7 separate regions of the Mus musculus genome follow, and all the other regions are linked to region 7. The links are chromatin contacts, called in public HiChIP or PLAC-seq and promoter capture Hi-C maps. All regions are on one chromosome and are shown on one strand. Each heading gives the region's core, a stretch centred on a gene start, on an enhancer-like site or on the middle of the called end of the contact. The rest is flanking DNA. Distances are from core to core; before and after follow the strand shown. Region 1 overlaps Tubgcp4 (tubulin, gamma complex associated protein 4). Region 2 holds the start of Rtf1 (RTF1, Paf1/RNA polymerase II complex component). Region 3 holds the start of Ino80 (INO80 complex subunit). Region 4 holds the start of Map1a (microtubule-associated protein 1 A). Region 5 holds the start of Trp53bp1 (transformation related protein 53 binding protein 1). Region 6 holds the start of Adal (adenosine deaminase-like). Region 7 holds the start of Vps39 (VPS39 HOPS complex subunit).

Evidence for each region. Promoter capture Hi-C pulls out the DNA fragments that hold promoters and counts their contacts. HiChIP or PLAC-seq counts read pairs in DNA pulled down with a chosen protein or histone mark. Capture Hi-C pulls out chosen DNA fragments and counts their contacts.
Region 1: a contact with region 7 is called in an H3K4me3 HiChIP or PLAC-seq map of bone marrow-derived macrophages, with 4 times the contacts expected there. The contact joins the enhancer-like site here to the promoter of Vps39 in region 7. A contact is called at or near these places in 3 of 39 promoter capture datasets (the C10 cell line, liver and neutrophils) and 4 of 115 datasets of contacts at active chromatin or transcription factors (astrocytes, bone marrow-derived macrophages, large pre-B cells and 1 more).
Region 2: a contact with region 7 is called in a promoter capture Hi-C map of liver, with 2.9 times the contacts expected there. The contact joins the promoter of Rtf1 here to the promoter of Vps39 in region 7. A contact is called at or near these places in 1 of 39 promoter capture datasets (liver), 1 of 115 datasets of contacts at active chromatin or transcription factors (pancreatic cancer cells) and 1 of 9 other capture datasets (liver).
Region 3: a contact with region 7 is called in an H3K4me3 HiChIP or PLAC-seq map of bone marrow-derived macrophages, with 2.9 times the contacts expected there. The contact joins the promoter of Ino80 here to the promoter of Vps39 in region 7. A contact is called at or near these places in 1 of 115 datasets of contacts at active chromatin or transcription factors (bone marrow-derived macrophages) and 1 of 9 other capture datasets (adipose tissue).
Region 4: a contact with region 7 is called in a promoter capture Hi-C map of liver, with 2.2 times the contacts expected there. The contact joins the promoter of Map1a here to the promoter of Vps39 in region 7. A contact is called at or near these places in 3 of 39 promoter capture datasets (the C10 cell line, hippocampal neurons and liver) and 1 of 9 other capture datasets (liver).
Region 5: a contact with region 7 is called in a promoter capture Hi-C map of liver, with 2.7 times the contacts expected there. The contact joins the promoter of Trp53bp1 here to the promoter of Vps39 in region 7. A contact is called at or near these places in 1 of 39 promoter capture datasets (liver), 1 of 484 Hi-C or Micro-C datasets (short-term hematopoietic stem cells) and 1 of 9 other capture datasets (liver).
Region 6: a promoter capture Hi-C map of liver shows a contact between it and region 7, with 4 times the contacts expected there. The contact joins the promoter of Adal here to the promoter of Vps39 in region 7. A contact is called at or near these places in 3 of 39 promoter capture datasets (the C10 cell line, cranial neural crest and hippocampal neurons), 6 of 115 datasets of contacts at active chromatin or transcription factors (astrocytes, bone marrow-derived macrophages, cardiomyocytes and 3 more) and 2 of 9 other capture datasets (liver and pancreatic islet).

The regions. Positions count from the first base shown.
Region 1 is chr2:121,177,587-121,180,286 of GRCm38.p6, forward strand. It overlaps Tubgcp4 (tubulin, gamma complex associated protein 4), which reads left to right. Exons shown (of 18, transcript NM_153387.3): 6 at 1,084-1,163. Among named protein-coding and RNA genes, the nearest start is that of Tubgcp4, 7.8 kb to the left of the region's middle. Within about 2 kb of position 1,430, at least 10 of the 459 cell types and tissues checked have an H3K27ac peak or open chromatin away from gene starts, as enhancers often do. A contact at or near this core is called in bone marrow-derived macrophages, where this site is marked.
Region 2 is chr2:119,673,751-119,676,450 of GRCm38.p6, forward strand. Rtf1 (RTF1, Paf1/RNA polymerase II complex component) reads left to right here and starts at 1,318. Exons shown (of 18, transcript NM_030112.2): 1 at 1,318-1,530. The coding sequence starts at 1,318.
Region 3 is chr2:119,476,422-119,479,121 of GRCm38.p6, forward strand. Ino80 (INO80 complex subunit) reads right to left here and starts at 1,266. Exons shown (of 36, transcript NM_026574.4): 1 at 958-1,266.
Region 4 is chr2:121,288,212-121,290,911 of GRCm38.p6, forward strand. Map1a (microtubule-associated protein 1 A) reads left to right here and starts at 1,391. Exons shown (of 7, transcript NM_032393.2): 1 at 1,391-1,661; 2 at 2,509-2,610. The coding sequence starts at 1,424. It also overlaps a transcript of Trp53bp1 not described here.
Region 5 is chr2:121,270,054-121,272,753 of GRCm38.p6, forward strand. Trp53bp1 (transformation related protein 53 binding protein 1) reads right to left here and starts at 1,354. Exons shown (of 28, transcript NM_013735.4): 1 at 1,219-1,354; 2 at 471-655; 3 at 166-256. The coding sequence starts at 1,225.
Region 6 is chr2:121,140,736-121,143,435 of GRCm38.p6, forward strand. Adal (adenosine deaminase-like) reads left to right here and starts at 1,358. Exons shown (of 10, transcript NM_029475.2): 1 at 1,358-1,568; 2 at 1,789-1,919; 3 at 2,414-2,474. The coding sequence starts at 1,509.
Region 7 is chr2:120,351,862-120,354,561 of GRCm38.p6, forward strand. Vps39 (VPS39 HOPS complex subunit) reads right to left here and starts at 1,276. Exons shown (of 25, transcript NM_178851.4): 1 at 1,054-1,276. The coding sequence starts at 1,126.

The DNA.
Region 1 (2,700 bases), core at 180-2,679, 830 kb after region 7:
ATGGGAACAAATAGAGGGTCTGAGATGAGTCATCCTTTCTACCTGGCCAGGTAGCAGCAGAGGAACCAGTATGCTAGTGCTCCAGTTTTAAATACTGAGGAACTTGAGACCATGGGCTGAGGGGGAGAATGGGGACCAATTGCAAATAGGCTCACCTAAGGGGATTGTTTTTAGAGTGATGAAATAGTATAAACTCATATCAGAGTGATGATTGTGTAATACTGTAAATTTACTAAAAGCCCTTAATACACTTTAGATAGGCATGTAAATTTAGGATATACAAATTATACCTCAAAGTGATTTGTAAGAAAAGCCTGGAGGGCACAGAGACTTCCAGTTAGGGTCAGGGTTCATACCTAGTTAGTAGTCTGACTTGAACCTTATCAAAGACTTTTCCTTGGTTTTGAAGTGCCAGTTCCCCATGACTCTGGTTTCTTCAGTGACTTGGCTCTCAAGCCAGTGTGTATATTAGAGTGTACTAGCAAGCACCTGAAGTGCTTGGTAAACCATAGGTGTCTGAGCTTTACCCCCAAATTTGCATTTATTTAAAAAAATATTTTTGCCAACTTGACAAATGAGTCATTTGTGAAAAGGAACCTCAGTTGAGGAAACACCTCCATCAGATTACTTATAGGCAAATCTATAGTGCATTTTCTTGATGAATGATTGGTGTGGGAGGCCCAGGTCACTGACGGCAGTGCCACACCTGGGCAGGTGGTCTTGGATAATAGGGCAGGCTGAGCCAGCTGTGGGGGTGGGAGTGGGGCACAGTAAGCCAGTAAGCAACATTTCTCGATGGCCTTTGCTTCAGTTCCTGCCTTGAGCTCTTGCCCCTACTAGCCTTCATGATGACCTATAAACCTATACAAACTATAAACTGATATAACCCTTTCCCCAGCAAGTTGCCTTTAGAAACCTGAGACAACAGGTAACACTGACACTGAGGGCGGAAGAGTCTGTCTTTACAAATTGACTATATAGACATCTTGGGAGGGACTATATTAGCTACTGGACTGTGCTGTCTTGGTTGATGTAGAATATGAGTTTCTGTAACCTAGATTGATAAGGCTATATTTTCCACAGATTCATGGCTGTCAAATCCTGGAAACAGTTTACAAACATAGCTGTGGGGGCTTGCCTCCAGTCCGAAGCGCATTAGAAAAGTAAGTCCTGGCTTCCGTAAGTATTGGGAATAGGGGAGGGAGTCAAGTGACTTCACTTGTCCTGGTTTATTTTGAGGTCATATCAGGTGACTCATCTTCTTAATGTGTTCTTAGAATCTGTTTGCAAGTATATTATTGAGAATTTTTGCATTGATGTTCATAACTGAAATTGATCTGATTCTTTCTTTGATGGGTCTTATGTGGTTTGGGTATTGGGTAATTGGCCCCATAAAACAAATTGGGCAGTGTTCTTCCTGTTTCTATTTGTAGAATAATGTGAGGAGTGCTGACCTGCACTTTTCACTGACTCATGCTGAGTATGATTATTTTTTGCTGTCTGTCTGCTTCTTTTGAATGTGAGTTCTTTTTGTTCTGGAGCCTTCGGGTGTGCTGTTAAGTACTAGTATGAGATCTCTCCAGTTTTTTTTCTTTTTTTTTTTAAATAAATGACAAATAACTCACTTTGTTTATATTTTTAATGTGAGTGCGCCCTCTGCAGATACACCTGCATGCCAGAAGAGGGCATCAGAACCCTTTATAGATAGTCATGGGCCACTATGTGGTTGCTGGGAATTGAACTCAGGACCTCTGGAAGAACAGCCAGTGCTCTTAGCTGCCGAGCCATCTCACCAACCCCATATGTAGGCACTTAGTGCTATGAATTTGACACTTAGAATAGCACTCATTTTATTTTATAAGTTTTTATATGTTGTATATTCCTTTTCATTAAACTCTAGAAAGTCTTCTTTCTTAATTTCTGTCTTGGCCCATTTTTCATTCAGTAGTGAGTTGTTTAGTTTCTATGAGTCTGTAAGGTTTCTGTTATTAATGATATCCAGTTTTAATCTAGATAGGATATCAGGTGGTATTTCAATTTTCTTGAGACTTGCTTTGTATCCAAGTATGTGGTCGGTTTTGGAGAAAGTTCTGTGAGGCACTGAGAAGAAGGTATATTCTTTTGTGATTGGGTGAAATGTTCTGTAAAATACATGTTAAGTCCATTTGGTATAACATCAGTTAGCTCCAGTATTTTCGTTTCGTTTTTGTCTAGATGGCCTGTCTATTGGAGAGAGTGGGATATTGAAGTTTACCACTGTTAGTGTGTGAGGGTTGGTATGTGATTTAAGCTGTAGCCATGTTTCTTTTAAGAACTTGGGTGTCCTTGTGTTTGATGCATGGATGTTAAGAATTGTCTTCTTGGAGTTTTCCTTTGATGAGTATGTAGTGTACTCCCTGTCTTTTCTGATTAGTTTTGGTTTAAAGTCTGTTTTGTCAATACACCAGCTTGCTTCTTAAGTGCATTTGCTTGGAATAGCTTTTTCCATCATTTTACCCTTAGGTAATGTCTATTCTTGATGACAAGGTGAGAAGTGTTTGTTAATTCTGGTTATCTTGGTGGTGATGGTGTTTCTCCTTTTTTGATTTGCTGTCTGGAATTATTCATTCCCTGTGTTTTCTTGGGTATAGTTAGCCTCTTTAGGTTGGGAATTTTCCTCCTAGTACCTTCTGTAAGGCAGAATTTGTAAATAGATATTGC
Region 2 (2,700 bases), core at 68-2,567, 680 kb before region 7:
AGACAGGATTTCTACGTACAACAGCTCTTGCTGTTCTGAAACTTGATTTGTAGACAGGCTGGCCTGGAATGCAGAGATCTGCCCACCTCTGCCTTTCAAGTCCTGAGATTAAAGGCATGGGCCACCATTGCCTGGTATTTATTTATATATTGATTGATCGACTAAGACAGGGTCTTAGCCTTGGACTCATTATGCAGACTTAGGCAGGCCTTGAACTTGTGTTCCTTATGTTCTTCCTGTCTTAACCTTCCAAGTATCTAAAAATATGGGTTTATAATTACCACACCTGGCAAGGGATGTGATGTGTACTGTAGTTGAGCTGAGAAAAATAACTTAGAGAGTCAAAGTGGGATAGTAAGAAAGCAAGACCTCATCAACTTAGTCGAGAAAGATTTGAATTCTAAAGTTGTCTATCAGAATGAGTGAACCAGTGCGTTCTAAGACTTGAGAACAACTTCAAATTGTAACTGTTAATACTCCCTAATATAAACCCTGCTGCACATAAATAATATATAAAAATGCATTCCCAGCGTTGACCTTTTTGTCAGATGACTTCAAATTCAACGACATAAAACATTTCCTATACAGCCCTCTTCCCTTCCAAACCTCTGTCATATTTTCTTGACAAAGCTCACACTCATCTTCCTAAATCAGAATCTGAAACCTCTGCCTCCTCTGCGCCCCAACTAGCAAATAATTCAGAACCCATCTATTTCTCTATTCTCATTCTCTTCCAGTGTTGAAGTCACTGTCGTTCCTTACCAAAGACCCAGGACACTCAAGCGAGTTTGAAACTACTTAGCATAGCTCATTAAATTACTGCTTTCTTCCCGGGCCACCTCTCTGCTCATCCCACACCCCGACACCTGGTCCTTCCCTACAATGAATCTGAGTTCTCCGATTATCGCTGGAATAGTCTTCCCTAGTTTTTGGGTCGCATTTAGGCTGTCACTAATAACAGCCCAGGCAGGCGGACTCTGGCTCCTCCACCCAAGCTCTCAGCAATTTCCAGGGGCTGTCGACTATGCGGGTGGTCCCTGAGGCCGCATTCCAGGGCTGGAGATGGATGAGTTTCCTCAGAGTGGACCCTGGTCCGGAGGCTCAAATTCGCTTCAAGTAGGGAACTCCTGGGCAGCCTACAACTCCAACACTGCAGAAGCTTCCGGACAGCTAGATCAGGGAGCGTTGGTCCGGAACCCTCGGGCGCGTGGCTCCGCCCCTCGCGCTGCGTCGGAGGTGGGGCGGGGCGGGGCGCCAGGCGCCGGCGAACGGCGTGCGCCAGGCGGGGGGCGGGGCTAGGGGCGGAGCGGAGCGCGCATGCGCGGTCGCCTTTGTGTGGGTCGAGCGGCGGCGGTGGCGGCGGCGGTGGCGGCGGCGGCAGTGGCGGTCCCACTGGCAGGCGGGCAAGAGGGGAGTCAGGGCGGCGTCCGGCGTGGAAGCCGGGGGACCACCATGGTAAAGAAGCGGAAAGGCCGTGTCGTGATCGACTCGGATACGGAAGACAGCGGCAGTGACGAGAACCTGGATCAGGTGAGGGCAGGCCGCGGAGGCGCGGGCCGGCAGAGCGGGAGGGCTCAGTCCTGGCCACGGGAGCTGGGAGTCGCCCGGCCCGAGCGCCCGGCCAGCCTGGTGTCCGTCCCGCTACTGTAGTCCCTTCCTGTCTCCCCGCTGAATCTTAGGCCCTTGGAGCCCGGGCCAGGCCTGGAGACAGAGCCCCGAGGACTTGGCGCCTTGGGCCGGGAGGCGGGGCAGGGAATTGGGCTGATGGGCCTCGGGGTTTGGGGTACTGAAGGGGGCCGCTGTCTGCTTGGGCCGGATCGGGACGTCATGACTGCAGGCAGGGAGATTCGGGCTGGGCGAGATAGGAAGTATCGCCCGCCAACCCCAATGGCTGAGAGATTTTGGAGGAGGTGCAAGGGTGAGCATGGGGCGGTGGGAGGGAAAATTTGTCTAGAAGGTGTGGACTCTGGAAGGTGAAGTTTTTCAGACCAGGCATGTGGACATAGGAGAGACACCCATACATGTCCCGAAGAGCTTTCGTGGTGCTTGGGGTGGGGGGGAGACTATGATCATTTACGGTCGAAATGGGTTCTCGTTGGGATGTCTGACAAAAAACTCTTTGGAGGAGGAGAGAGGGCAGATAACTGGAAGTTTGAATTGTAGGGCAGCAGAGAGAGACTGTGTTCCAAGCGCTCAGCCTCTTTTATGCAGCAGCATAGAATTCTTTTTCACTTGAAGATCTGAGAAGTACTGAAAGTAACTTGTGGCTTTAGCGTCTTGGAGTACCCGGCATTGCTTCTGTACTTTAAAAAAACACTGCAGGGAGGAAGCTGTTTGTGTAGTAGTACTCTGATGGTATCAGGAGATGATTTCCTCCATGTTTCATGAGTAAATGACATAAAGGAAGGGTAGGAAGCTTTATAAATGGAGTAGATTGAGTACTAAACTCAGAATCTGTAATTCTGATTCCTAATTTCTTTCTAGCCATTTACCTTTGGTTTCCACTGTAAAATGGACATATAATATCAGCCTCATGTATTGAATTGGACAGTTGCATAAAACAAATGTTTATAATAAAAAATGTTGGTATAAACTACAAAGTATTTGTATAAAAGGCTTCTTGGGAGTCCTTAGTAATAGACTAGAGGTCTCAGGTTTAATTAGGACTTGAAAAGGGAGGGCTTGCCTGGTCTACAAAAT
Region 3 (2,700 bases), core at 16-2,515, 880 kb before region 7:
CAAACAGGAAAAAGAAAAAAAAAAAAAAAAAAAAAGACACGACCGGAAGAAAGGAAGCATCAATAACCCACAGTGAAAATTAGGGATGTAAATCATGGATCACTAACTGGGAAAACTAAGCTGATCATCAGCGATGTTTTAAGGAGTTCAACCTCCAAATTCCTTCCCGAGTCCTAAGAAGTACAAGAATGTAAATCAAAGAGTCCTGAGCACAGTTGGTTCTGAACTAAAATAGTTAAACGCCTTCTTCGGCAATATCCAACTTCTAAACTGTAGGGGGCTTCCATCCTCCGTGATTACGGAAGTAGTACTTTTCATCAGCAAGCTCAAGAAGGAATTGTCAAAGTAAGATGACACTTGCTGAGACGCACTGCAAACGCCTCGAAAACCCAGAAGTGCTGTCACAGACACATTTCTAAGTCTGTGCACGTGTTAGCCTGTCCCCGTCTAACACCAACTAGCAACTTGCATCATTCGCCCGTAACCGTGGCTCGCTCCCCATTAAACTGATACTCTATCCAGTCCATAGATCTCATTCGTTTGAATTGACAGGTAGAACCCTCGTCCGGTTCCTGGTCCAGCCCGACAAGCCTCCGCCCTGCCCCTCCCCACTCCCAAACCCACACACGTGTTAGAGCGACACCGCCCCACCGGGTCCCACGTGCACCTGGCCTAACACTCCCCACGTGTGGGTGCTCCACGGGCTTCCTCGGGTGGCCGAGGTCACCCATAACCCCGGAGAGCCAGAGATACACGACAGGAGAGCCGAGGCCCAGGTCTCTGAGGTCCCAACCCTATGGGGAGTGTCCACACCCATCCTCTCTAACCCCAACAAACCCCAGGGCCGGGGGCGACGGCCCCTTTAAGAAGCGGCCCAGTCGTCGCCCGCAGAGAGGGGCGCACAGGGGCCTACACGACACCCCCTCCGTCCACCCGCCCACGTCTTCTCAACCTCACCTCGGGCCGAGGGGCCCCGCCGCCGCGGCGGCGGCGGAGGGGGGGCGGGGGGCGGGCGGGGTCCGGAGGGGGGGGTCGCCCCGCCGACTGTGGAGCCGCGCTTCGCTCTCGGAGGCCGAGGGACGGTGACTGCGTTGGACGGGAACGCTCCTAGCTCGCTCCCTCGGCGGCTCCTGGGACCCCAAGATGGCGGCGGCGCTGAGGCGGCTGCGGGCGCTGGGCCGGCGGCGGCGGCGGCCACTTTCACTCACTGAGAGGAGCGGAGCAGGGACACGGGGAGCCATGGCGGGGGGGAGGAGAGGCGCCATAGCCAGGCCAGAACAATCGAGCAGGTACTCGGCCGGCTTAGCCCTGCCCCGCCCACGCCCACTGCTAGTCGCTAGCCCGTGTCCGCCGACCGTGCCGCTACGGGCGGCCTCGTGCAGCTTGTACCCCGCTGCCGCCGCCCGACGCCCCGCGCGGACCGGGGTTCTGGGGGAGACCCTCATCTATACTATCTGAGTGCAGATTGGTCGGGGCTGGGACTGGCGAAGATTGCCGAAAGGCGACGGGGAGGAGGAGGAGGATGTCATCGCTAGAGTGAGCAAGCAGATCTCGCGGGAGGAGATGTCGCGAGAGCTCAGCGGCCCTGCAACTGCCACAGAAAGGTTACTTTTCCGGAAGTAACGTCAATGGAAACCGCCCAAAAACCAGGGACTCATTTTGGTCCTGCAGGTGGGAGGGACTGCTTGGCGTTGTCGCTGGAAGTTTTCTCCAGGTAGTGCTGGCCTACCCCGAGGCCAGCTCGGGCGGGGATGGATCCTTGTAAGAGCCAACTTGGAGACGTCTCCTGGTCGTCTTCCTGACGACACTGTCCCCCTTCGGCCCGAGACCGTTGGCACGAAGGCGCTTTCACCTTCCATGCACTTTCCATTTCCCCAGTGGGGTGAGTCGCCCTGCCCACACTCGAGCAACCGCAGAGCTGGGGCGGGCGGGGCGGGGCGGGGCGGTTGTTTCATGGTTATTTTGTCTGGGTTTGGTTAATAGCCCAGGCTAGCTAGCGTCAAGCTCGGGGGATGTCTCCTGCCTCAGCCTCCCGAGGACTGAGGTTACAGTGTGCGCCATCATGCAGTCTTCTGCACTTAATCCACTCGTTTCCAAGACGTATATAGAATTGTTGGACTTCACCCTTTCGTTTTCTGCAAGAATCGCTTGTTTAATATTATCTGTTTTGCCTGTACTGTGCCTTGTGCAACTCCAGTTGGGTCCAAGTTGCATCCTTTGGAACTGAACTGCTTAAAATTAAAGTCTAGAAAATGATTATTTAAAAAATGTCTTGTTTTTTTTTGTTTGTTTGTTTTTCGAGACAGGGTTTTTCTGTGTAGCCCTGGCTGTCCTGGAACCGCACTTTGTAGACCAGGCTGGCCTCGAACTCAGAAATCCGCTTGCTGGGACTAAAGGCGTGCGCTGCCACGCCCGGCTCTTTTTTTTTTTTTTTTTTTTTTTTTAATGTTTCTTGGCCTCGATATGCTTTAAGTTCAGGAGAAAAAGTGTCCGTAAACAAGACCTTAAATGTTCACAAAGTTTAACAGTAACACTTTATAAGAGGGTCTGGCTAGACAGCTCAGCAGACACAGTCACTTGTCACCAATTCTGATAACCAGACCAGAACCCACATGGTACAAGTAGAGAGCTGACTCCTGCTTACTGTCCTCAGACCACCACATACATGCTGTGGCGTGTGCGTGTGATATATATACACAC
Region 4 (2,700 bases), core at 141-2,640, 940 kb after region 7:
CTGCTACAGAAAGGATTTTCATGGCATGTCCAAAGTACTTACAGTATGGACTGGATGGTTAGGTATAGTATGTTTCAAGATAGGGCTAAGATTTCTGTGAGGTACTTAACAGTCAGAACGTGGTTCACTGGCAGGCTTGAGGTATCAGCTATTACCTCTTTTCTATCCTTTTAAGGAGTAGGATTTCATGTGTGCACATGTGAGTGCAAGAGGACAACCTGGAGTGGTGTCCCTCAGACACCCTTTTCTTCTTTGTACTATAGATACCAGGGTCTCTCAATGGTATAGCTGGCCTGCGAGCTTCCAGAGATTCATCTGTCTCTCCCTCCTAGTTACCATCTCTGCGATTCCAAGTGCTCACCGCTGTGCCTGGCTTTTTTTTACAGTTCTGAGAACCTGAACACTTGCTTGCCAGGGAAGTACTTTACCAACTGAATCATCTCCGTAGCCTTTCTTCTCTTCTACCATCTCCAAAGTGCAAGGTAAATGGAAGAAAAAGCAAGTATAACTGGAGCCTAAACACAGGCCTTCTCTCTGATGCACACAACAGAATGACTCAGGGTAAGATCAGCTGTAGTGGTGGAGAGTCTTTGAAGAATGGGGAGTTGGGGGTTCAGCAAGAGAAGGGGAGAGGAAGGAAAGGAAGGGATGGAGAGAAGGAGAGGGAAAGACAGAGAATATTAATTCAGTTCTGTACAGTAATTACATGGTCTCCTAAATTTATCCACTGTGTCACATCCCTAGTAGCTGGGAAGTCTTTCCTGGGTTTTACTCAAATACTCTTTGCTGCAGTCTGAGCTCATTGCACTCAGCAAATATGGAGACTAGCCAACCACTATCCTTGGAATAACTACTCTCCAGGGACTCAGGGTAGGAAGGTCATCCTGTCCCCTCCAATACTGCGCAGCCTGATTGACCACGCCCGGAGCTCGGGGCAAGGACGGGGAAACCCAGGTTGGTAACCTAGACCCTGGCATGCAGCGAGGCGGGGGGAAAAATAGAGACAACGATAATTGCCAGATGGAGACCACGATAGAAACCCCGAGACAGCGAAGGGCAAGATGGCTCCCCAAGGTTCGAGAGAAGCTGCGGAACTGCCTCCCACACTGTGCTCAACGCAGACACAGCCTAACTAGATGGATGTTGTTCTCGCGCCTTGGACTCCGCCCTCGGCTGGGTCTCGCAGAACCCTTACCCTGGCTCAAGTCGGAGAGGGGCACTTGGTCAGGAAAACTGCAGGTGGATGACTGCAGCCACCACCCATAGCGGCACAACCACCGCATCCCCGCCCCGCCCCTGCGGCGCTTCAGCCCCGCCCCTAGAAGGCAGTGACCAATGAACGGCTCCTGCCGCCGGCCTTTAAGAACCGCGCGCACTCTCCCCGCAGCGGACGCAGCTAGCCTAACACTCCGCGGGAGTTTCCATGGCGACCGAAGCCGGGACCGCGCGGCCTGGCAGCGTTGCCATGGAGACAACTCCGGAGCTGGGGCTCCAGAGCCTCGGTGCACCGCCAGCTCAGAACCCGGCGGAGCCTCTTTGCGAGGCCGGTGCCGCGGTAGCGGCAGCGCGCTGGGACCTGCGGAAATACTCCTTGCTCATCGTGATCGGCGATATCGGTACAGAGAGTCAGCTGAGGGCCGTGCGGGCCCACCTTGAACAAGGTGAGCCGCTCTCCTGGCTTTTACGCAGTACTCCATCCATGCCTCTCCGCCATCTGCATTCATCTCCCAGTGCACATTTCTGTCTCCTCTATCTCTATGTGCACTTCCCGAAACCTGCGACCCTGTCACCTGCATCTTCCATGAATGTGCCTCTGTCCTCTCGAGCTGCCAACACCTTGCTTGCCCATCCTTTCTGCATACCCCATTCTGTTCCGCAGTGTCCCGGAGCAGGAGCAGGAGAAGCTCCGTGGAGACCCTGGGGTCCCTCTGGTCACACCCCTTTCCCGAAGCCACTGGACCATATATCCGAAAGTCCTCATCAGACCCTGAAAAGTCCATGTCCCTACCTTACAATTTCTTCTTTAGGGGAGGTTTTTGAACGCGAGGTACACATCTCAAATCTCTGAATGCTGGCAGCCAAGTTTAGAGAGTGACCTTCGTGGCTCTGCAGCTCACCTCCCTCAGCCGTGCCTGTGGCGCAGTGCTGCGGAGCCACCTGCGGGTGGAAGCAGGGGATGGAGGCAAGGGAGGGGGCATAGGAGAATCTAGAATCTGATTTAGCAAGAGGGATCATTATGGAAACCTACAGTATATGGAAATAGACCCTTGCGTGTCACTTCTACCGTAACTGTTTTGCCTTGAAAAACAAAAACTCCAAGCTCATTTATTAGTAAGCCCATTCTAAACTCTGCTCTTTGCCCTCTGGAAAGGGGAAAAAGCAGGTACTAGCTATCCTTCTTGGAGGCATCACCTCCCATTTCTTTCCTCTCCCAGGAGCTTGGCAATGCTTTCTGTGGGTGACTTTGACTAGAACCCTCTTATTTTTTTTCCCCCTTTTCTTTTACAGGGATTCTCTCCTGGAATATTGACTTATCATCCTTTGACTTGAACCAACAGTTGAGACTCTTCATTACCCGGCACCTAGCTCACTTCTCCTCAGAGGTCAAAGGTTAGGACTAGGGTTATTTGTCTCAGTCCTTTGGGTCCAGTATCCAGGCCAGAACTGGCCTTATGGGAGGATTGGGTAGGTAAAAAGGGA
Region 5 (2,700 bases), core at 104-2,603, 920 kb after region 7:
TTGAGAAATGGAGGCAACACCAAACTAATCACGGGTATCCAAAGGCTTACTGAACACTAGATAACAAACTAGGCTTCCTTACACATAATCTCAACTGCATGTTTAAATCGTTCTGCCCCCACAGGACCTTAAACACTGCAGAGAGCCAAGCCTTCAACTGCTCACCTGAAGCTTTCTTTTCTTTCAGATGTTCATTGAATGAGCTATTACTGTCTCCTTGTTCTACAGCAGATTGTTCCGGATTTGATACAATATCCTAGAAAACATGAGCACATAAGATCCTCACAGTACACAAAGTAGTACAACAGGGACCTTTCTGTGGGTGAGAACACGTTGATTTCATTTTTCGTTCCCCACCAACTTTATCCAAAAGCTAACAATCAACTAAACACGTTAATTTTCTGGGTTAGTTTGGTGTAGGGGGGTCAGAAAAAAATAATAACTTGAACAGGGCATCATCACTCACTCACCAACACGGGGTTCTCTTTGTGCATCTGCAGATTAGGAAGGTGTCGAGATAGCACGCTGAAGTGAGAGCCTGCATCTTCTTCCAGAACCTGGCTTTCAGGCTGAGAATCTTCTATTATCAGGCAAGGAGTGTCTTGCTGAGAGAAATCTGAATCCAATTGACTTCCAGTAGGGTCCATCTGCTCCCCTGGAATGGAATAACAAAAGATCAGTTCGAAGAGTAACCCTATTGAGCTTTCCACACACAATCTGAGACTAAATAAAGGGGCGGAAGTGTGAGATCGAGAAAGGGACCATTCTAGGGCTACCCAGTAGCCCACATTTGCAATCGCTCTTAGCACTTTCTCAGCCATCTCCCCAGCCCTCATTTCTCCGTTATTTACCACCGCGCCTCTGGATCCTTCGATCTCCCCCTCCCTCCCTCCTTTCTCTTCACCTTCCCTCAGACACGCTTCCTTCCTCACCTCTTCTCCCCGCCCCTTTCCATCCCCCACACAACTCTCCCCGCGTTCTGACGCCACTGAGCCCCGGGAAGACCTCTTCGCAACCCCGGCGGGCGGGAAGCCCACGGCCCTCATGCGGCCTCAGGACCACCGCGGCGGCTGCCTCCCCACCCCCTCCCCGGCCCTCCAACCCCGTCCCCGTCACCGCCGCCATGCTTGCCACCCCGCCCCCTCCAGGCGGCCAGCCCTTCAAGCCCGCCACCCGGGCCTCTGCGGCCCGCTAGCTCGGCTCCGCTCGCAGCACTACCTGGCATCCCGGCGAGAGGTGCCTCGCGCTGGATCTAGAGGTTTCTGCACGCTGCCCAGGCCCCTCCAGGTCGATCCCCAGGTCGCCACTGTCGCCACCGCCGCCACTGGCCGCGAGCTCCCCCTTTTCCCGTCACGTCACGCAATATCGGATCGCCCATTCGCTGCTGTTGTCTGCCACTCAGGAAATCCTATGGATGATAGGTGGCTGAGGTGAAGTGCCCGCCCCCAGCGTAAGAAAAGGAACACGGCGGCGTGTTTCCATGGTAGCATGGACGTCGCAGGCCCTCCCCCTAATACAGCCAGCATGACAGTATCCTTGAACCGAAGGGACATTAAGAGGGCATGAAATAAAAACCCCTGCCTGAAGGACGGGGGTACTCACTACTCACACTTGAGGGCTTCGGCCCCTTCACTGACTTCCGTGGAAAAGGAGAGTCTCCTGGATTTTCAAAGAAAGGGCAAAGAGGAGGAGAATTGAGGAGAGCTAGTACTTCTGAAATGGTGAAATGGAAGAGAAGCCTCTGTGGGGTTTGCCAGTGTCGATCAGGATCCCATTTGTAGACCTCTGCCTGAATTTAAAGGCTTCCGTTTTCCCACTCTATGTCTCTGGCAGTTTTGATTTTGTTGTTTTATATTGTCTTCGTGTTCCCACTCCCTTTCAAGCTTCCCTATTTGTCTCTCTCTGCCCTTTCTTTTAGGGAATTGCAGCAGCCCCAGACGCTTTGCACCTCCCATTGAACGAACTGAGCATTGTAATCCTCAAACTAGAAGCAAAGAGAACAGCTGTCACCCCTACTAACTCAATGACCTAAAGGATCCAGGCCCAGAGATTTAATTATCCTAATCATGGTGTCAGGGTCTTATAAAGGGTGTGGCAGCTGTGACAACTATTAATGAACTGAGCTCAAGATACATATGTGGTTTCACTGTCATTTTAATTTAAAGAGCCGTTGGATCTGGGCTAGAATTCTAACCAAGCAGCTGTCAGGAGGGAAAGCACCTAGCACAGTGCCAAGAATATACATAGAAGGCATTAAAATGGAGGCGGTTTTCTCTACTCCAGACTCAGAATTATTTAGGCACAGCCCATACATGATTCTCAACTTCTATAAATGCCCAGTTTAGCACTTGAAATAAGCCAAGCTTAGAGAGGAGCATCCTACCAGCCAATCTCCTCTCTGCTGCTATAAATTACAGTGATCATATTCTCCTAACCCAAAAATCAAAGCATGTTGTCTTCATACGCATTACTTGTGGGAACAAAAGGATCAGCTTAAACGAAATCGCTCTGAAAATTTTAGGATCTATTGTTATAACTAAAATTCCAATCCTAGAATGTTTTACAAGTAGAGCAAAAATGACCCAAATCACAGAGACACATCTTACCTCTTAATCCTAAAATCATTCATGATTGACTCCTGAGTTTCTCTACTGAGTACTAGACATCAAATCAATGCAATCAAAAAAAAAAAAAAAAAAG
Region 6 (2,700 bases), core at 108-2,607, 790 kb after region 7:
ACCCCCCCTTTCCAAATTACGTTTTCCTGGGAACACGCCAGCTGCTTCGGTAACAGCTAGCGCTTGGAGAGCTCAAGTTACCTCTTTGTACAGGCATTTTCTGCAGGGAAAAAAAAAACTTGTGTAGATCCTCTTATTTGAGAACATTTTTAGGTGAATCGGAGGCTGACGACCTGATACCGGTTTGGTCCGGCAAAAGAGGACCAGCACCTCGGATCTTAAGCAATCCAGAGTAGATTGGTCCTTGCACAAAAGTAACAGTTGCTCCTTTATTGAGTGTTCTCGTTGCGAGGGAGAACTCATTTAGATCTTAAATTAGGCCATATGGAAAGTGAAGAAAGAGACCTTTACGGATAATTACTGATTATTATTAACCCACTGCCCCTGTACGTGCTGTTTATTCTCATGTAGTCTAAATTCTGTGCTAGGTCTACAGTGAGTAAGTATTCAGCATGTAAAAATGACACTCCCCTCCACTTCCAAGATTCTGTGATTCGTATGTGGTATTGAGTATGTCTGCTGAAAATCGCTATAGAAGAGATGTGATTATTCCCTGTGGCGTTGTTGTTTAAAGGAAGCAACCCAGGTTGGACTTTTAAAGTTTCTACATTTGATGCTTAGGAGATACCAGTAAGAAAGCACTCCCAGAGATGCGTAGAAACTTCATCATTTACTAATTTAGTGTCTGCTTGGATTAGGAAAGGAAATAGAAAGACTTGAAGAATGGTTAACTCAGAGCAGTAGTATGTAACGGCTGAGAGTATGAGTTCTGGAGTCCAACTGGATCAAGAAAAATTTTCTATGAAGATTTGGTTATTGGAAAATGTTTTAGGGTTAGGAACTCGTTAGTGGTCTTAGAAGAGCAGATTGTGTGGCAGAATGATTCAGTGCGTGCAAGATATGTTAATAAAGGCATCTAGTCGACCAGAAGGATCAGAGACAGGAGGCAGCAAATACTACCCTCCATCCAGAGACAGGATTTTCGCCTGACAGACCCAACCCATTTAAGGAAAGTGTTTGTGCGACGTAAATATGAAATAACATGTTTTCTTGTAAAAGCAAATTCGTGCTACATGTGTAAGCTAACCTGACCTACGCAGTAGATTAAAGGAGCCCAGAGTTAAAGGGACAGACGAACGCTGGATTTTTAGTTTTCGGGTGTTTTTTTTTTTCTTGTTCTTTTTTTTTTTTACTAGTCATTTCCCCATTGCAGACACACCTAAGTTAGCTTTGCTTAACTTAAGTTAGTGGGAGCAGGGGGTTGAGGGGGCTTGGGAGGTGTAAAAAGAAGATATCAGCAGTGACTGTGTTTCTGTTTGCATGTTAGATCTGAAAATAGTTACATTTGTTATTGTAGGTGAAAGTGATCCCAGAGCCACACATAGTGCAAGTCTTGTTTAAAATGGCAATCTGAAGGAAGTCCAGCACCTCAGAGATTCCCACTTTGATAAGTTTATCGTCCAAGCCGAGAATAAGAGCAAAGAGAAACTTTTCCTTCTACTGAAGTGATGGAGGCCGGACAGCAGTGGCCTGGGAAGACAGACTTTTATCTGCAATTACCAAAAGTGGTAAGAATTAACTACAGAGTTCTTGTTACTGTATAATGGCTTTTGTATTGTTTTCCACAAAAGAGAAGTAAAGCTTATGGGTAGAAATTGTAGAGTGGGTATAGCTGAACCAAGTAGCTGGCCTAGTATAAACTACAACTAGGAACCAGGCCACCAGGGCCTGATGTATGGGGCTCTGGATCTCGTGGACTCTTGTGAACTGATTGTCCTCTTGTGTTAGGAGCTCCATGCCCACTTGAATGGCTCCATTAGTTCCAGTACCATGAAGAAACTGATAGCCAAGAAGCCACATCTTAACGTTCATGGTCACATGACCATGATTGACAAGGGGAAGAAAAGGACTTTACAAGAGTGAGTTTGGGAGGTTGTGGGAATTTTTTGTGGCTGTATTTTGGGATTATAATATATAAGAATCAGATTTTAATACTTAGATAGGGTAGACATCTGGCATAAAATATATAACCTAACTCACAGTGCTTTTCCAACTGTCAGACTGACAGTATGTTTAATGATTTATATTGTTTGTCATATTGAGTTGTTCCTTAGATTTGAAAATAAAGACAGATTGATTTTTCTCTATTTGCTAGTCCTGGCAGGATTAAAGAATAGGAATGGCTGTTTCATACTTTTCAATATAAATAAGTAATATCTTATTTTAGCTATTAAATTGTCTTTCTAGATCAATGTAATTTTGAAAAAAGGTGTATCCTATAGTTCTTTGTAAATTTAAATATATACTTACTATTAACCTCAAATTTACTAATTAATTCCATTCTGAGGGTTTTTCTTGAGTAACAGGTTTTGATGAGGGAAGTGTGTTAAGACATTTTTTTTTTCATTTGTAGATGTTTCCAGATGTTCCAAGTTATACATCAGCTTACTACTAGTGCTGAGGACATCCTGATGGTGAGACACAGAGGCAGGTTAAAATGGCGTGACTTTCCACAGCAGTGCACAGCTCACCTTGCGCATGTCCTTTGGCTTTCATCCACGCTCTGATGGAGATGCTTGCTCTTTCCCCCCACTTCCTTCCCCCTCTTTATTTTTTCCTTTCTTTTTCTATTAATTTACAGATTTTTTTTCATGACAACTCTTTGAAAAGTCAGTGTAAGACATTGGCCTAAGAGCTAAT
Region 7 (2,700 bases), core at 26-2,525:
GTATTATTCTCTATTGAGAGCACTTTCCTCCAGGAAATGAGGTTTTCTTGAGATGGCTGTAGGAAATTGGGTTCTATTCTCTCCCTAATTCAAAGGACTACATCAGTTTACATTGGAGGTACTATTTTACAGAGGCTAGGGGCTGCTCAAAGAAGAGCACAGGGAAAAAAAAAAAAAAAAGATGTGAATCCCTCTAAGGAGGCCACAAAGAACCTGCAAGGATGCCTGGGAAGCGCTAGCAACAGATGCTCGGCACACTGGTCACCATCAACATTTCCTTGTGGTCCATCGTGGTGCCTTCCTTAGGGTAAACTCTACGTACAGATTCTGAACTTTACCTTTGTATGGGCCCTTGATGTTTCTTGATATTTAGGGCATGGACATTAACAGAAAAGACTGAATTATTTTTACGTAGCCTGTTATGGGTAATAACGATGCATAGAAAAGCACTCGATGTAGCCTGAGAGCCAAGATTTACGTTCTTGAACTCCAGAAAACATGAAGGATGCTGACCTTGCTTTCTGCATTGGTCAATCCCAAGAAAAAGTATACAAGGTCGCATGGGTCAGGTTTCACAGCAATCTGTTATGATGCTCTTCCACTTCAGTCAGGTAACTTGGGCACCTCACGACATAAGGTAGTTATATGAGCTAACTACTAAAAGGAAAAATAAACTAAGTGAACACTAAATGCTCTGAAGCATACGGTGCTAACATTGTCTGTCACCTAGAACACACCGCAATCATTTAACAAGGTGAAGCACCTGGCAGGCTTTGCCCTTTTCACTCAAGACTTCTTGGGAACCGAAATGGGCCCCAACAGAGCACATTAATAATGTGAGCTCAGCCTCCAACTGCATAGCGCACAAGAGAGAGCGCGGAGCGTCCACAAATGGACTGTCCTTAGCAATCACGCAAGCCGCCCGGGGTCCAGTCACGTCCGCCCTCTCTGACAGCCTGCGTCCGCAGCCCACCCACAGGGTCAGACGCCTTGCCTCTCTATAGCTCGGCGTGAGGGGCCGCTGCCTCCCTGACCCGAGGCCCCGCGGCTCACCCCAGGCAGCCAGGCAGTCGATCTGCAGGGGAAGCTTTTCCAGGATCGGCACCGGCTCGAAAGCGTCATGCATGGCTGCGGGAGCTTCACCGCCACTGTCCCGCCCCTGCTGCTGGGAGGAGCCTGCCGTCCGAAAACAGGGAAGACTCGTATTCCACCAGGGACCCCTGCTACAGGGCCTTCAGCAACAACTCCATCCTCGCCGCCGGACTTCCTGTTGCCTTAAGCCCGCCCCTTCCGCAGCAGAAGCTCCGCCCCCAACCCGAGTTCACATCCATACCAGCTGCTCAGAGTCCCTTGGTGTTTGTGGTGGTAGAAGAGAAACTGATCTTTTTTTTTTTTTTTTTAAAGATTTATTTATTTGTTTTATTTATATGAGTACACTATAGCTGTCTTTAGACACACCAGAAGAGGGCATCAGACCCCATTACAGATGGTTGTGAGCCACCATGTGGTTGCTGGGAATTGAACTCAGGACCTTTGGAAGTGCAGTCAGTGCTCTTAACCACTGAACCATCTCGCCAGCCCGAGAAACTGATTTTAGGCAGTCAACTTAGTGAAGACCTCGCGATAAAGAGGAATTTAGCTCACTGGGCTGCGTGTCAGGAGAGATGGCAGCCTGACATCCCAGGACGCAGGAGGTTCAGAGTTATCTTCAGTACGTATCAAGTTTGAAGCCAGCCTAGGATACATGAGGCCCTGTCTCAAAAACCAGCCCTCCCAACCACGGAGGAAAAAGGAACTTCTGCCTTGGCGTCAGTCTTGGGTTGGAGATATACCACTTAGGAAATTTGGCTTTTCTTTTTCTTTGGAAATAGATTGTTGCAGGCCTTACTTTCATACTCTGCAAAACCTTCTTCAAAATAAGATTGCTTAGAATCGTGAACATCTGTCAAGTCTGACACACTCTAGCCAGTCAATAGATTGCTTCAGTACCATCATTACATTTCAGCTAATTCTTAGTTGTACCTTAGGTTTACATTGTTAAAGCTGTAGACCAGTGATTCTCTCCTAGTGCCTAGTCAAGCAAGTTTTGAAAAATTCAGGCTCAGACCTCATTCCAACTTTACTCAAACTTTGGAGAGTAGTATGAACTCAAGTAAGTTCATACACTTGAACAGGAAAGCCATTATAGGCTAATGTTCCTTAGCCCGGGCATAATCCCCTAGGGATTGCATACGGGACTGTTATGTGTGCACTGGAGGATGTTGGGAAGCAACCTCAGAATCTACCTGCAAGAGATGTTAGAGAAGCCCGCCCAAAGGTCAGATACATTAATGAAGATGCAATCTGGTAAGCACTTCTGGCGAGCCACTGTTACTGACCAATGTTTCAGGTCAGAGGTCAGATAGATGTCTTCCTCAGCTGTTTTCCACATTATGAGAAATGGCCTGTGTTTTTGTTTGCTCGTTTCTGAGACATATCCACCCCTTTTACAACTAGCCAGCCTAGCTCACTGGCAAGCCAGTAAGCTCCAGGGACCCACCTGTCTCTAGTCTCAGTGTTAAGGGCACTAGCTTTGTCACATGGATGACACGGATCCAAACGAACCCGGATCCTCATGCTGTGTGGCAAACACTTTACAGAGTCATTGTCCTGGCCTCCAGGCCACTGCACCTGGAGACATTACTAAAACATCCGTTTGAT